Regions from separate parts of the Mus musculus genome. Here regions 1 and 2 are each linked to region 3. A link is a contact called in public HiChIP or PLAC-seq data. All regions are on one chromosome and are shown on one strand. The core of a region is the stretch at or near the end of the contact, and the rest is flanking DNA. Distances in the headings are between cores, read along the strand shown.

Region 1 (3,415 bases), core at 453-2,952, 2.1 Mb after region 3:
GGTAATAGAATTTGATTGTATAATGAGCAAGTAGGACATTGCCTCACATTTTCCTTAGCTCTTTCTTTAAAACTTTGCTGTTAACATGATTTTTTATGAAATTCTAAAGCCTCTTTTGTTCTTTCTATCAATAGCTGGTCAATTTCATTATCACCTTGTGACAGAGGGCCTGGCAAACCTGTATGCGATCTTATGTGTGTTATATATAGTGAATGACTCCTATTTCTTATCAATTGTGCTAGCTGAAGAAATAGTGAAGTCAATTCAGATTCATCCTGAATAAGATCAACAGTCTGTATTGGAAAAGCAACCCTTTCTGCATATTGAGAGTCAGTTACTATATTAAGAGACTCTTCAGAATCTGACAACACCATGAGTATTGCACATAATTCAGATATTTGATCAGATTTATAAGAATATTCAGTACCCTACATCTTCTGATTTATGTCCTGCCTTTCCTGATTTATTGGCCTCAGCGTAAAATGTAGGGGCTCCAGATAATGGAATTTCCTTTATTTTATGAGGGAGAATCCAAGTAGTTCTTTTTATGAAATGAAATCATACTTTTATAGTATCTGTTTTTAATCTCTCCAAGAAGTTACTGCATGTTCTTTACCAAGATTCACCTTGTGGCCATAAGGAGGCAATCTCTGCATTATTAAAAGGTACCACGATTTTAGTTGGGTCCGTTCCAACTAATTGTCAAAGTCTCATTTTTTTTTCCTTTTAGTATAAATTCAAAGACCTTCTCCATGTAGGGTTTTCTTACGCTGTTTATGTGCTAAAAATATCCATTCTTTTATTTTTTTAAATTCATATATTTATTTGTTTGTTTGTTTTTGAGCCTGTTTCCCTGTATAGTGCTAGCTTTCCTGGAACTCACTATGTAGATCGGGCTGGCCTTGAACTCAGAAGTCTGCCTGCTTCTGCATCCCAAGTGCTAGGATCAAAGTCATTTGCTACCACTGCCCGGCAAATATTCATTCTAATTTATCTTCCCTCTGCATGGGAATTCCTCGAGGGAAATGAGTTGAAATTAAGATAACTAAGATGCAGGCCATCTTTGGATAAATACTGTCTAGAAGTGTAGATCCCTTGCTACTTGTGGCTTCACCAGGCCACGTGGTTTTGCTCCATCTTCCTTCCACCTCCTTTTCTTCCATCTTCCACTATCTTCTTTGTTTCCTTGTCTGCCTCTCCTCCTTCCCCTCTTCTCCCTTTCTAAAACCTCCAGCCCCACGTTTTCCTTCCACTGCCCAATCACAGGCTTCAGTCTTTATTTGACCAATTTGACCAATTTAAATGGGGAGAAGTTTCACATTAAATCACCAGAGAATGTGATCCACTCCTCCTTGGGGCAGCTCCATTTGAGGAAGCAGAATTAGCATCAAAATACAAACAGCACCAGGGCAATCCACAACAAGGACTACCCTTCACACACACCCATGACATTCCTCCATTGTGCAAACCATGTGGGCCCAGAGCCATGGCCTCACTACCATGGAAGCCATGGAAGTCTCCCACTAAGCACAAGACAACTGAGTCCAACATACACTTTCCTCCTTCCACAATTCTCCCCTTTCTTATTAATTTACCCCTGTGTCTCATCTGGCCATTGGTAGACTTCCTTCCCACTTAAGGGAACCCCAAATAAAATCTCTTAGGTGGTTCCTTTTCATCAGTGGCATGAATGTCAGTTTCTCTGTTCTGGAAACCCTCTGGACTGAGGCAGGAGTTCTATCCCCATGCATTGCTCTGAGAACGTTTGAGAGCCTGATACATGGATGAGGGTTTTCTTTCAAGCCAGGAAATTCATGGCGAATTCGGGTGACACAGACTGAACTCAGGTGGTCCCTCAACATTCAGGAGATCAGGGTTTCAGTATTCAGGTGGGCAAGGAGTCGGTGTCGAGTGTCAATCAGACAAGAACACAAGGGAGTGTTGATCTGAATGTAAGTTCTCAAAGTGAGCATCATCCTTATAATACAGAAGAAAATAAGGAAGTGAGGTGACGCATCACTCAAGGTACGCTGAGGTTACCCGATTCTTAATGACTCTTTACACAAAACAGAAGAATGCATACATAAAGACTGTCAGGAACTAGTCAATGTAAGAACTGAGACAAAGTCAGCTCTATCTCAGGTCAGCTGTATTCTTAGAAGCCATGTATGAGGTCATTATGCTCCTGTGGCAAGGGCTTTCATGTACAAGCCATAGTTCTAATTCTGATTTATTGTTTATCCTACCACCACACAGCTCTTAGTAAATACCTAGCTATGCTATTCCTCTGGGCTAGTGAAAGTATGTGCTAGGGAATTCTGCTCTAGCTAATGTTCTCATGAATAATGCAATACTCTAGTTCCTCCTTCAACCACAGTAGGATCTTCTTCCTAAACCATTGTAAATTCCTGTATATGGTAGTGAATTGGCTGTTATTCTAAGTGATTTTGTGGGGAACTTTCTTCTATTAAGTAATGTAGTCTGCCATACATAACTATAATAAGAATTCTAAACTTACTTTCTTAAGCTTGCCCTGAATTTTCTAACTCTATGTAGTAGATAGTAATGCCTTATTTCTTTCAATATATCTCCTTCAAAACTGGAGTCAATTCATCTGAATAGGTCATAGTTACTAAATTCTAAGCCCAGGGTTGGCTCAAGGACTGCCTAGGACATTGGTGAAGGCCAGGAAGGAAAGTTCAACCTAATTTAGGTATTTGACAAATCATTCCTTGGAGGCACCTATAATAAAATAATACTGAAAGAAAGCACACAGAACCATTCACCAAGTATAGCAAGGATGAATCTGAGACATATTTGTTTATGGGACACCAGAATCATTCCGGGAGACAAGTTCCTTGAAAATTTATGCCTCAGGACTGAGGCCAAGCCTTTGGGCCTGCCACAGAGTTTTTACTTGAGTGGGAGTGGCATTCTGGTATAGTTCCCCACCACCACTTTTGTTATGATTCTTATTGACGTTATAACTAATTTAAAAGTTTTTCCATAGAGGAAGTTATTGCTACTCACAAAAAATATTGTTAGGAATAGGGAAGTGTATATGTGTCTGTAACTGCCTCTTCTCCAGCTATCTTAGCCTTGGCAAACTCACGTCATGGTGAGGAGGAGGAGTCTATTGCAGGCATCTGAAAGCTTGGTGTTAGCTGCAAACCTCCCACCTCCACAGGACACATGGCATGAACTTTGTGCCAGGGATACTACTGCCCTACCTCTCCCACATATAAAAATCCTCCCTCACATTTGCAGCCTCCTCTGGTTGGGCTCCAAGAATCTCCTGCCTTCCAGCTACCTCTTTAGGCCCACAAGACATGACCCGAGGCTTAAAAAGGGGATCACCCACAATTGTAAGGACTGCTGTCTACTCAGGCCCTCCTTTCCCTGAGTCCAAACTTAA
Region 2 (3,122 bases), core at 222-2,721, 2.4 Mb after region 3:
GGGGACTATAACTTTGCTAGGTTAATATTAATATTTACAGCCAGGAGACAGTTAAAAATTGAAACATAAAAACAAAAAGTAAGCCTTTAGGGTCAGGCTTAAAAATAAGATCCTTGTGACTCAATGCCCCCAAGGTATGCTAATCATAAAGCAGATAGCAACATTCCTCCATCCACCCACTTATAAGCTGTGCTTTCAAAGAAAGTCACCTTGACCCACCCCGACAACTCCAGGAACTCACTATGCAAATGTGCTAATGTTATTGAGACTCATACACAGCTGTCTTGACTTTCCACTTTCAACTGGTATTTTTGGTATTTTCCAACAACGCCCTCCCCACCCCCTTGACTTGTGGTTCCTTCCTTTAAATACCCCCTTACCCAGCTACTCTGCATACCACAGTCCTCTAGCATTGCATGGTTTATGACTGTGGGCCTGAGAGCTCTCTTGAAATAAAAGTCCTCTTGCAATTTGCATCAAAACCGTTTCTCCAGTAATTTGGGGTGTTGCCTCTCCTGAGTCAGAACGTGGGAGAGTCCTCACCTTTTGGGTCTTTCAACAGTACTTTATAACGAATATTTTCGAATTCAATCAAATCTGCACTGATCCCCATATGACAAATACCTACAAAGCTCTCTAGGGATGCCTATCCAGTTCCCTGGAGAAAGGGAAACGAAATGGCAAATGGAGGAACAAGGGAGTTAAGAAAGCATGAATGAATTTGAATTTGAGGAGCTTTATTATGGCTTTTGCAAAGACAACCATCCCAATACACAAACTCCAGAGACGGCCAAGGATCTACGGGGTTATTTAAAAAAAAAAAAATCTGGCACCCATAAAATTAATTAAAACATCACCATGAACCCAATTCACAGGATCTCAAACTTCCTGATAATGGTAAGATACCACAACAGAATTGGGAGAGTGGCGGCAGAAAATGCACCCCTGCTCCACATGCCTGCCTTGCTCCTGCCCATTTCCCAGTCCAACAGCTCCTCTGACTTGGAAGGTGACAGGACCAGCTGCTCAATGTCCTAGGAGGCCAGCACAGCAATTGCAGCTTAAAGAAGTTTTCAGGTTCCGCAAACACTGAATTGTGAGAGGGGCGGCAGAAAATGCACCCCTGCTCCACGCCCCTGCCCAGCTCCTGCCCGTTCCCCAGTCCAACAGCTCCTCTGACTTGGAAGGTGACAGGACCAGCTGCTCAATGTCCTAGGAGGGGCAACTGCAGCTTAAGGGAGTTTTCAGGTTCCGCAAACACTGAATTGTGAGAATGGCGGCAGAAAATGCACCCCTGCTCCACACGCCTGCCCAGTTCCTGCCTGTTCCCCAGTCCAACAGCTCCTCTGACCTGGAAGGTGACAGGACCAGCTGCTCAATGTCCTAGGAGGCCAGCACAACAACTGCTGCTTAAGAAAGTTTTCAGGTTCCGCAAATACTAGGCGCTAGTCTCCCTCCATAACTTCCTGATCACGAGGCAGCTGAGATGCAAGAAGAAAGATGAAACCGCGGAACTTCCCTTCATGCTGCCTAGCCCCGCCTTCTGGACCCGCCCAATATTCAGCAGCTTCCTGCAATTCTTCTAAGCCTACCTACTTCGGGACCTTTTAATTAATTAGCTTCCCAATTCTTCACAGCAATGTTTGGTGTTTTGAATTTTTGCTTGCTTGCTTGCTTGCTCGTTCCTTTGCTTTTAATTTGTCTTTTTCTTAAACTCATCTAATCAGGCTGGAGGCCCACCCTCCCCAGCAGGAACCACTCCTCCAACTCTGTTGCAGGCTGCCTTCCACAAAACTTCCCAGGACCTACTCTACACAGCTTCCTCAAAAGGTTGCTGCCAGACTAGACCAGAACTGGATGTAGTAGGACACTGCACCTGGGTTCTGAACCCTTCAGATACAACGCATATTAACTTCTCATATTGTGAGTCTTTTCCTCTGGGCTATAAATGCACACAATTAAGCAGTCCCTTTGAATTCTGATGCTCAGAACAGATACCCAAAACAAACAATAACTTAGATAAAATGTCCTTGGCTCAAACCGCAAACCATATAGGTATCCTATAAGGAGCACAATTTATTTGATATCGAAGACAAAGAATAGAAAACCCACAATCATGATCAAGGACATTAAAGTTTGTAAACCATGTAAATCCACTCACTCAGAGAGAAACGAAATAAATCATGGGCAAGAAAATAATACCAGATTCCTGAAGGAAATGACAATATAAAATATTAAAATTGACTTCAATAAGTGCTTAGAAATGCCAAAAAAAAATCCTGAAAAGAAAATGCAGTAAGGCAAATAAAAATAATACATAGAGAACCTGTGGGAGACAGATTATCAGACTTAAAGAAAAGGTAGAGGAGGTGGATGCCTCAATCAAAGAAAATGATGAATTAAAATGATGTTAGGTCAAGGCACAATATTATTTACTTCTTGAAGGGTGAGACAATAAAGAGAAACTCCTTTGGAAAACTGTCTTGATCTTTGTCAAAAAAAAAAAAGTAAGGAAAGGAAGTAAGGAAGTAAGAAGGAAAGAAAGAAAGAAAGAAAGAAAGAAAGAAAGAAAGAAAGAAAGAAAGAAAGAAAAGAAAGAAAGAAAGGATGAAAGAAAGAAAACTTGAACAAAATTACAATACATACTGCACTGTTTGTTGATAAATGGTTTCCTGATTGTTCCCTGTAACACTCTATGACACCCATGCATATCAGTATAAGCTGGGGAAAGGAGACTCGAGATTTACCCAAGTCTCATTAGACTCTTGCTAGGAAGTCAACTCTTTTCATGATTGTAATGAGTTCCAGGATTCTCATTGACCTCTGAGGTTCAAAACCTGTTGTGATGATTATGAGAGGTTAAAATGGATTCTAGCTCAGCATGGCGGTGAGAGCTCAGAAGCACAAGCCCAGACCTGGGGTTCTGTCTTTAAATAGGGTTCTATGCCTATGGACACCTTTCAGATGGCAGGGCTACTTGTTTCCCATTGTGTTGAGTTTTAGTTTTCCCCATATTGTACTTATGCAAAAAAAAAAGTCACAAGTTAATTGATTCTTCATATGTGAGTAGATTAAACATACTGGTGATTAATAATGCATCTGAGTTAAGGAAAGAAATAAAA
Region 3 (3,638 bases), core at 781-3,280:
AAGGAAATTAATAGAAGAAAAAGACTACTTTGGGTAATGCTTCCAGAGGATAACCATCAACCATGGCAGGGAGGACTGATAGAACATTGCCATGTTGTTGAAATAGAAAGGTGAAAGATCACATCCTCAACCCCAATCATTAAAGAGGAAGAGAGAATTAAGATGGCTTGGATCTATTCTCTTTCCTCATAGCCAACCCCCAGTGTTATACTTTATTCAGTAATGTTCCAACAACTAAATTCATCAAAACGTTTTAACCAACTGAGGCTTTGACTTTAAAAATATTATCCAATAGGAGATTTATTCATTCATACCTATATAATCAGTCTTCTAATATCCTTGTATGTTGTGTCCGACCAGCGGCTCACATGTCTGGGTTCGGTTCTGGGAAGGCATCTTGGAATCTGGAAGAGAAGAGGGAGCTAGGTGGACAAGAGAAAGATGAAGCTAAGACAAAAATTCTGATCAAAGCTCAATTTTACTAATTCGTGCACCAAGTTATGAAGGAGGGGAAGGGGGCCGATTCCCGCCAAATCATCTTACAGGTGAACACGTGATAGCTCCAGAACAGCTTCTTGGCAGGCAGCAGCAGTGGGAGTGGCAGGACGATAGGGCTGCAATTCTTCTGTTGAGGGACATCTGGGTTCTTTCCAGCTTCTGGCTATTATAAATAATGCTGCTATGAACATAGTGGAGCATGTGTTCTTATTACCAGTTAGAACACATTCTGGATATATGCCCAGGAGAGGTATTGCTGGATCCTCTAATAGTACTATGTACAATTTTCTGAGAAACCGCCAGAATGATTTCCAGAGTGGTTGTATAAGCTTGTAATCCCACCAACAATGGAGGAGTGTTCCTCTTTCTCTGCATCCTCTCCAGCATCTGCTGTCCCCTGAATTTTTTATTTTAGCCATTCTGAGTAGTGTGAGGTGGATTCTCAGGGTTGTTGTGATTTGCATTTCCCTGATGATTAACGATGTTGAACAGTCTTCTAGGTGCTTCTCAGCCATTCCATATTCCTCAGTTGAGAATTCTTTGTTTAGATCTGAGCCCCATTTTTAAATTTTTTTTTTTATTTTCTGGAGTCCATCTTCTTGAGTTCTTTATATATATTGGATAATCCTCCCCTAACATCATTTTAATTCATCATCTTCTTTGACTGAGGCATCCATCTCCTCTACCTTTTCTTTAAGTCTGATAATCTGTCTCCCACAGGTTCTCTATGTATTATTTTTATTTGCCTTACTGCATTTTGTTTTCAGGGTCTTTTGGGGAGGACATTTCTAAGCACCTATTGAACTCAATTTAAATATTTTATATTGTCGACATTTCCTTCAGGAATCTGGTATTATTTTCTTGTTCATCATTCATTTTCTTCCTCTCTGAGTGGATTTTCATGGTTTACAAACTTTAATCTCCTTGATCATGACTGTGGCTTTTCAATTCTTTATCTTGGATATCATGTAAATTGTGCTCCTTATAGGGTACATATATGGTTTGAAGTTTGAGACAAGGACATTTTATCGTAGTTTCTGTTTGTTTTGGGTTCTGAGCATCAGAATTTAGAGGAATTGCTTAATTGTGTGCATTTTTAGTCCAGAGGGCTAGACTCAAAATATGAGAAGTTAGGAAGGATCCATTGTATCTGAAGGGTTCAGAACCCAGGTGCAGTGTCCTACTACATCCAGCTCTGGTCTAGTCTGGCAGCAACTTTGTGGAGAAGCTGTGCAGAGTAGGTCCAGGGAAGTTGTGTGAAAGGCAGCCTGCAACAGAGTTGGGGGAGGGGTTCCTGATGGGGACTGTGGGATTCCTGCATGAATTGATGAGTTTAAGGAAAAGACAAATTAAAAGCAAAGGAAAAACAAGCAAGCAAGCAAACAAGCAGAAATCCAAAACAAAAAAATTGCTGTGAATAACTGGGAAGCTAATGAATTAAAAGGTCCGGAAGTAGGTGGGCCTAGAAGAATTCCAGGAAGCTGTTGAATATTGGGCGGGTCCAGAAGGAGGGGCTAGGCAGAAGTAAAAGGAAGTTCTGCCATTTCATCATTCTCTTTGTTTCTCCGCTGCCTCGTGGTAAGGAACTCCTGGTGGAAGAGTCATGCCCAGTACTTGCGGCACCTGAAAACTTCCTTAAGCAGCTGTTGTTGTGCTGGCCTCCTAGGATATTCAGCAGCTGGTCCTGTCACCTTCCAGGTCAGAGGAGCGCTGGGCTGGGAAATGGGCAGGAGCAAGGCCAGCATGTGGAACAGTGGTGCATTTTCTGCCGCCACTCTTACAATTTTGTTGTGGATATCTTACCATTGTCAGGAAGTTTGAGACCCTGTGAATTGGGTTCAAGGTCATGTTTTAATAAATTTTATGATTGCCAGAATATTTTTTTTAATAACCCCGTTAGATCTGTGGCCGTCTCCATAGTTTTAAATAGGGATGTAAATGTATATAGGGAAATGTAAATGAGGAAAATACCTAATAAAAATATTTTTAAAAAAAGAAAGTTACTGTGAGGGTGTCTTAAGATGTCTGTTGAGAGTGAATTGTCTGATATGAGGTGGTTTTCTCCAGAAGGTCTACTTGCTTTCTGAATCACCTATTCTGTCCACTCTAAATGTTTTCCTGTCCTTGACCTGTGTTCTTATTGATGCTCTGTGTTGCATTAGTCCCCACTAGAGTGAAATAATTATTGTTGACCTTCTCTGTACTGGTTGCTTTAGTTTTGAGTCTGCTTGCCTTATTTCTGAGGTATGTTTCTTCTCTTATATTCTTGAGAGCTTTTATACTGAGCAGTGTCTATTTTTTACTGTATAAGTAAGTTTCATTCTCCTATTGTCACTGTAATTTGGGAGGATTCCTGACTACATCTATTAACCTAGGCCTAGTCATGTAAGCTTCTACTCTCCATACAGTATTATCTAAGGCCTGGTGTGTTTTCAGCCTCTGAAATTTGCTGCTGAATAAGCTCCCCCTTTTTTATTCCTTCTCAATGCTTACCTGAAATGAATGAAACACCATTCAACTCTGGGCATGATTCATGGTAGGCACTAGCCATTTGTCCTTGACTCTAGTCCCAGGAAGATAAGTTCTCAGTAACAAACCTGATAATAGTGTTTTACAGCCTGGATGCATATGCTCTGTGTTTATGCCAGGTGCCCACTGAGGTCAGAAAGCGTCCTCAGATTATACTTATATTCCTTACTACACTAAATATGTCATGCCATGCTCTCATGTCTGTAGAAGTGTTGACAAGATTCTTTGTATCATTTTGCTTTTAATGTTCTTTTATGTGGTTTATCATTGTCTATTACGTAGTTGTAGTAATTTCATTTTTGTATTTTTCAAACCCTGTTGTGAAACTTCAAGAAGAGTTCCAATATTTGAAACAGGGAAAAAAGAAAAAGGATGAGTTCTTCTCTGGTAAACACTCCACAGGTCAGTGTGCTGTCCACATTTCTTTGAAAAATCCTTTTTCATTCAAACCACTGCATAGTTCTGTTATCTATATGTGGTCATATTATCTAAGAGGATTTTTTCTAATCTCTTCATTTTCTTCTGGGATGAGGAGAATTTAACGGTTTGGTCTTTTCACATATATAACACCATTATATTTTCCGTGCAATTTCCATGGACTGAAAACCTGC

What was found. HiChIP or PLAC-seq counts read pairs in DNA pulled down with a chosen protein or histone mark.
Region 1: a contact with region 3 is called in an H3K4me3 HiChIP or PLAC-seq map of embryonic stem cells, with 7 read pairs. The contact joins two enhancer-like sites. A contact is called at or near these places in 5 of 39 promoter capture datasets (the HPC-7 cell line, cranial neural crest, frontonasal cranial neural crest and 2 more), 1 of 15 datasets of contacts at CTCF or cohesin (the NIH/3T3 cell line), 10 of 484 Hi-C or Micro-C datasets (the CH12 cell line, the G1E-ER4 cell line, LSK cells and 5 more), 16 of 115 datasets of contacts at active chromatin or transcription factors (the 230-238 cell line, acute myeloid leukemia, cardiomyocytes and 9 more) and 2 of 9 other capture datasets (embryonic tail and macrophages).
Region 2: a contact with region 3 is called in an SMC1A HiChIP or PLAC-seq map of the NIH/3T3 cell line, with 19 times the contacts expected there. The contact joins the promoter of Zfp984 here to the enhancer-like site in region 3. A contact is called at or near these places in 1 of 39 promoter capture datasets (embryonic stem cells), 1 of 15 datasets of contacts at CTCF or cohesin (the NIH/3T3 cell line), 2 of 484 Hi-C or Micro-C datasets (B cells and nephron progenitors), 5 of 115 datasets of contacts at active chromatin or transcription factors (cardiomyocytes, embryonic stem cells, epiblast stem cells and 2 more) and 3 of 9 other capture datasets (adipose tissue, embryonic stem cells and liver).

What each region holds. Positions count from the first base shown.
Region 1 is chr4:147,534,674-147,538,088 of GRCm38.p6, forward strand. No RefSeq gene overlaps it. Among named protein-coding and RNA genes, the nearest start is that of Zfp985, 17 kb to the right of the region's middle. Within about 2 kb of position 1,703, at least 7 of the 459 cell types and tissues checked have an H3K27ac peak or open chromatin away from gene starts, as enhancers often do. A contact at or near this core is called in embryonic stem cells, where this site is marked.
Region 2 is chr4:147,808,317-147,811,438 of GRCm38.p6, forward strand. Zfp984 (zinc finger protein 984) reads right to left here and starts at 1,472. Exons shown (of 6, transcript NM_001127189.3): 1 at 1,352-1,472.
Region 3 is chr4:145,430,386-145,434,023 of GRCm38.p6, forward strand. It overlaps Gm42346 (gastrula zinc finger protein XlCGF71.1-like), which reads left to right. Exons shown (of 3, transcript XM_030253952.1): 2 at 3,361-3,429. Among named protein-coding and RNA genes, the nearest start is that of Gm42346, 20 kb to the left of the region's middle. Within about 2 kb of position 2,031, at least 15 of the 459 cell types and tissues checked have an H3K27ac peak or open chromatin away from gene starts, as enhancers often do. A contact at or near this core is called in the NIH/3T3 cell line, embryonic stem cells and expanded potential stem cells, where this site is marked.